2 separate regions of the Cricetulus griseus genome follow, and region 2 is linked to region 1. The links are chromatin contacts, called in public Hi-C maps. All regions are on one chromosome and are shown on one strand. The core of a region is the stretch at or near the end of the contact, and the rest is flanking DNA. Distances in the headings are between cores, read along the strand shown. Region 1 holds the start of Phactr4 (phosphatase and actin regulator 4). Region 2 holds the start of Taf12 (transcription initiation factor TFIID subunit 12).

What was found. Hi-C and Micro-C count contacts between places; a contact is called where the count stands out from the background.
Region 2: a contact with region 1 is called in a Hi-C map of the CHO-K1 cell line, with 3 times the contacts expected there. The contact joins the promoter of Taf12 here to the promoter of Phactr4 in region 1. A contact is called at or near these places in 3 of 8 Hi-C or Micro-C datasets (the CHL-YN cell line and the CHO-K1 cell line).

Annotation. Positions count from the first base shown.
Region 1 is chr2:20,829,762-20,832,575 of CriGri-PICRH-1.0, forward strand. Phactr4 (phosphatase and actin regulator 4) reads left to right here and starts at 1,374. Exons shown (of 13, transcript XM_035439554.1): 1 at 1,374-1,507.
Region 2 is chr2:20,973,803-20,976,616 of CriGri-PICRH-1.0, forward strand. Taf12 (transcription initiation factor TFIID subunit 12) reads right to left here and starts at 1,410. Exons shown (of 6, transcript XM_027399497.2): 1 at 1,277-1,410.

The sequences.
Region 1 (2,814 bases), core at 124-2,623:
AGACCAGCCTGATCTACAAGAGCTAGTTCCAGGACAGCCTCCAAAGTCATAGAGAAATCCTGTCTCGAAAAACAAAAAACAAATTACATGGACACAAAAGCTTAATTTGGGTTTTTTTTCTCCCCTGGGGGCGGCTGCCACCCAGCTCCCAAACAAACATATGGGAACTTATTATTCCTTATGAATGCCTGGACTTAGCTTCTTTCTAGCCAGCTTTCTTTCTTTCTTCTCTCCCCCCGCCCCACACCTTTGTGTGTGTGTGTGTGTGTGTGTGTGTCCTGGAACTGACTTTGTAGACTAGACTGGCCTCTAACTCACTATCTGCCTGCTTCTGCCTCCCAACTGCTGGCATTATTATCATTTATTATTATTATTATTATTACTGTTATTTCCAGACAGCATCTGGCTGGCCTGTTTGTTTGTTTTTTTTTTTTTTTTTTTTTTTTTTTTTTTGAGACAGGATTTCATTATGTAGCTCTGATTGCCCTGGAACTGGTAGACTAAACTATTCTCGGACTCACAGCATCTGTCACCATCACACTTAGGAATACAGGTGTGTGCCACCATAACTGGGTTGTAATTTATTACTATTTTTTAATGTTATTGATTGTGTATTTGAAAGGCATACGTTTTCTCTTGTGTTTCTTTCTGCATGTATCATAATTTAAAAATATTTACATTTAGGCTAGGTGTGCACGCCTTTAAGCTCAGCATTTGGGAAGCAGAGGCAAGTGGATCTCTGTGGGCTCGAGGCCAGCATAGTCTACACAGAGAAACCCAGTCTCAAAGAACAAAAAGAAAGAACAAGTTACATATAGGTTAATATGGGTGTGACCCGTGTGTTTGGCTTTAGAAAGATCCTCCAGCAAGCAGCGAGGAGGGTGTCTGGCGGGTGATAGCCCTGGGTCCTGGAATGAGACAGGTGGTGGCTTCTGCTAGTTGATAGTGGGGAAAATACACAAACAGCAGGGAGTGTGGATGTTGAATGCGCTTAATGGGCCGGGTTCCTTACTTTCGCACAATATTTGAGGGTAACTTGTTTATTAGTTTTTTTTGCGCTTCGAATCGGCTCTGGGTAGTTTGAGACACAGGCTGTAGAACACCACGCATACATCAGCTCCTTTCTTGGGCATTGCGGGGAGTGTCCTCCCAAGCCCGGGGACCTTCGCCTCGCTCGGAACTAGGCAAGCGGCCCAAATCCATTTATGTGCCGTGCGCCGGCCGCTGGTGCGCATGCCCAGACCGGCAGAGCCGGGGGCTCGGCACCAAGCAGCTGAGGGCCGGCAGTTCCCGCCATTTTGTCTGGGTCGCCACACAGCTGGCCACTGCTGGCGACTACAAGTCCCGTGAGCCTCCGCGGAGGCACTTCCTATCCTCACTGTCCAGCCTGCTGCCCCCGCCCCCCTCCCCTGGGGCCGAAGGCTCTGGCTAGAACCAGGCAGCCAGAGACCAGGTAGGATTTCCGGGAGAAAGTGCTGTGGATCCTGAGGAGGCAGCGGCGACCTAGGTGAGTTCTCCAAAGTAGGGAAAGTGAGCGACTCGCGCGCTCTGCAGCCGCGGTCTCGGCTCGGCTGCGCTGAGGGTCGCGGGCGGGCGGGCCGGAGTGGGGGGTAACGGCGCGGGCGGCCGTCCGTGCAGCCAGGGCGTGGCGGGCCGTAGCCTCCTCCCTCGGCCCTCCCACAACGGTCCCGCTGCGGTGTCCCCGCCTGGGGCCGGGCCCGCGCACACTCGCGCTCTCCGCCCCCCCAGGCTCCGCGGGGCCCTTTTGTCTGAGCCGCTTCTCCGCCTTTGTGGCGCTGCGTGGAGTCTCGGTCTCCGGGGGAGCCCGCACGTCCTGCCGGGGGCCGCTCCCTGGGGATCCGGTTACAGTAACTGGATCGGGTCAAAGTCCATCTTTCAAAAGTGACCTCCCTCAGACCTCTGCATCCCGACTGAGCAGAACCGAGGCTTCGGAGCCTGGCATAGTTTCGGTGGAAATCTCGAGGTTATTGTCCAGTTTCTAAACGTCAGCCTCCCGCAGCTAGGGATCACAACTCAAGGCGCTTTTCTCCGCCAGAGGATGGTATCCAAGAAAAAGAAGTGAGGCTTGAAGCCCCAACCCCGGAAACTGAGAAAGAGTGGAATTGACTTCGATGTGTGTGGCAGATGGGGGGGGGGGTGTGTGAGAGAGAGTGGGCAGAGAACTCAAGTGAATCATTGCTTTAGAAACCTGAAAGAGTGTGATTTCTAGGGCATCACTCATTGCCTGCAAGTAGTCTTTGACACTTCATTCGCCCACGCAGCTCCTCGATTTCCCCAGACTGCATCCTTTTTCTTTTTTAAGCAAAAACTCTAAAGAAAAAGTCCGCTCATTGAAGAACTTTTTTTTTTTTTTTCTGTAGAGAAACCTAGAAACTCAGTATGTGATGGGTGATAAAATGTATTATTTTGGGTCACCGCTGAATTCTTGGATTTGATTCAATTTGGTTTTAGATCTTGGTAACTGCATGTCCCGTCAAAGACCCCATCGCAAGACTTAGCATAAGGGTAAAGTTTTATGAAGGCCTTTGAAAACTGACTAGTATTTAGAATTCCTGAGGGAAGACAACAGGGACTCCTTTACATGAATCAGGAAAGGTGTTTTGAGGCTAAATTCCCACCCTAGACACGTAGCCAAAAAAGTGTTCATTATTCTGTTTGGCATTTTATAATGGAAATGACTTGAAGGCTCTTGGATTGTGTTAATACTGTATAGAGATGGAAGGACCTTAATACTGGCTGTTGGTTGTGTCTTTACTAGCAAGTTGTGGGACATCCCTGAAACCCCCAATACTA
Region 2 (2,814 bases), core at 160-2,659, 140 kb after region 1:
AGTCACACTTCTAAAAGCAATCCCTAGCAAATGTTCCTGCTAAAAATATAGGCCACGTTTACTTGTGACTTTCTCAACAGCTTATTGAAAAATAAAATGGATTTCACTTAAAGGTTTGCTTCCTCACTTGTGACATTTACTGTATCCATGTCAATGTTATAATAGTAACCCAAGTATTAAAATCTGTACAAATGCCCCTTCTGAGTCTGAGGGTATTTGCTGCACATGGAAGAGTACTGAATAACCTGAGAATTGGCTCACCGAGACCCTAACCCTTCTTTGGACCCTCCTTTCCTTAAATGTAAAAGTATTCAAAGTGATCTTTTGATGCCCTTCCATCTGTGACAGTTTGTGGGTTCAGAGATCTGTACTCAAAAGGGCTGAATGAAATGGGGCTTAAAGCACTTATCAAGCATATAACGGGTCAAACTGCTTCCAACTTCATATCCGATTCACAATAATGAAGAAGAAAAACGAAGATGTCTCATGAGGGTTTTCTAGATTTGAGTATCTGACAGAGAAAAGTCTAACTGCAAAAAGCCAGATAGGCAGCGACAAGAAGTCTTTCCCCGAATATATCTTTCATCCCTTTGGGTACAGAGAACAGATTGCTCAATCTTTTCAAACCTCTTTCCCTTAGAGGCTGATCTACCAGCCACGATCCCTTAGATCCTCCACTTTTAAGAGCTCGGTCCTCACAGCCCTGTCCCTTCAGGAACACTTGAGTCTGAAGAAAGCCCCGATTCCGTCCCAAAAGAAGACCCAGTCCTCACTGCCCGTTTCTATTCCCTCCCAAATTCAAGTCTTCTCTGCTCGCTTCTGTCTCTCCGCTCCCTAAGTCTTTGCTGCCCGGTTTCTGAATCCTCGGGAGCGGGGACTTGGCTGTCCCGCTTCTGTCTCTTAGGAGCCCGAGTCCTCTCGCCGCTCCACTTTTACCTCTCTGGAGCCCGTGTCTTCACGCCCCGTTTCGTTCCTACCCTCGCCTCCTAAAAAGTACCGGTCCTCACCATCCAGTCCCTCTCAGACGGCTTTCCCTCAGATGCTGCAGAACTCACACACGTCCTCGTCCCCTAAGTCTCTCTCGTTCGGAGCCCGAGTCCCCAACAGCCGCTGCTCCTGCGAGCCCGAACCCTTCAAGTCGCGTCCCAAGAGCCTGGCTCCTCACAGCCCCGTCTCTCCTCCACAACCTAGTTCCTCAGCACTGCCCCTCTGTGGGTCTGGGTCCTGACGCCCTCCTCCCGCTCTTCGTCCTCCACTGCCAGGGCCCAAGACTCACAGGCAGCAGCGTCTATCTCCCCATGATATGCGGAGACTGCCCCAGTGAAGCTTTCGTCTCAGCAGCCGGTCCGACTGCGCGGCCCTCCCCAAGCACTTCCGGCACCGCTCCCCGCCTCCAACCCGGAAACGCGCGGCTCTTCCGGCCGCCGGGCGCGCGCCCGCCTCGCGCAGGCGCAGACTTCGCTCCGACACGTGGTTGAGCGGTGAGGCTGGCCGTGGGCTTCGCTCGCCGCTCGTGCTCTCCGCTGCGTGCGGCTGGCGTGGGCGAGCGCTGCGTCTCCCACCTCGGCGTGGGCCCCTGCCCTAGGTGTTTGTTACCGGATCGTGTCTCTGAGTGCTGCGACCGGTAACCGACGGCCTCGGGTGGCCCCCGAGTCGCCATTTTTGGTCGGTGCCTTTGTGTGGCTCTGAGGATGGGACAGCGATTCCCCACAGGGGAGCTGGCGGCGCGAGAACTAACTCGGGGACCAGAGAGGCTGCTTGGGCCCGTTAAATGGTAGTTTAAAATAGCTGAGCGAGAGCTCTCTGGGAGGAACTGCTTAAGCCCCCACTGGCAGTACGGCGTGTAACCGCGGAGGACACCTGTGCGAAGTTTACCAAGATTCCACCCAAGAGACGCAGGGAGAATTCACTCCAAAGCCTGGGTTGGTCCTGTAACCGTTAAGCTCTGAGCTTTGAGGTTCTTTTTAATCCACTAGATGCTTTGGGTTAAAAAGAACCCTATTCCAAATATACGAGGTATGTAAGCAACACGCACGCGGTTTCAGCATCTGACAGGGTTCCCAATAAAATGGAGACCCCACACACACGTGTATAGAAGACATCTCAGCTATGAACGTCCACAGGAATTGCGAAGAGCTTCACCGATCCGTCCCCAGTCTTTTATCTTAACATCCTCGTACTATCGGTCTCATCCAAAGCACTGAATGCTTTTTCTTTCTTTTTTTTGGATTTAATTTGTGAGTGTCAGGGTTTTGGCTTTATATAATATATATATATATATTGTGCATGCCTGGTACACAAAGGAATCAGAAGAGATTATCTGAAGCCTTGGAACTGAAGTTACAGATGATTGTGAGCCACCAAGTGACTGCTGAGATTAAACCCCGGGTCCTCTGCACCATTAAACCAGCTCCAGCCCTAACCTTTTTCTTTTTTTTTTTTTCCTTTTTTTTTTTTTTTTTTTTTGTTTTGTTTTGTTTTTTCAAGACAGGGTTTCTCTGGCTTTGGAGGCTGCCCTGGAAGTAGTTCTTGTAGACCAGGCTGTCCTCGAATTTACAGAGACCAGAGTGCTGGGATTAAAGGTGTGCACCACCACAGCCCAACCCTAACCTTATTTCTGCATTCTTTGAATTTCTGCATTTACTAAACCTTTTTTTTTTGCTGTGTGCTGGGTACATACTGGTTGGGTAAGCCAGGCGCCCTTGTCCTTACCAGTTCATAGGAAATGCACAAAAGGCAAGAATATCAATAAATTAAGTGATAAATCAATAATGTGAGTGACACAGGGTCCTAATTTACGGACCAAGAGATCCA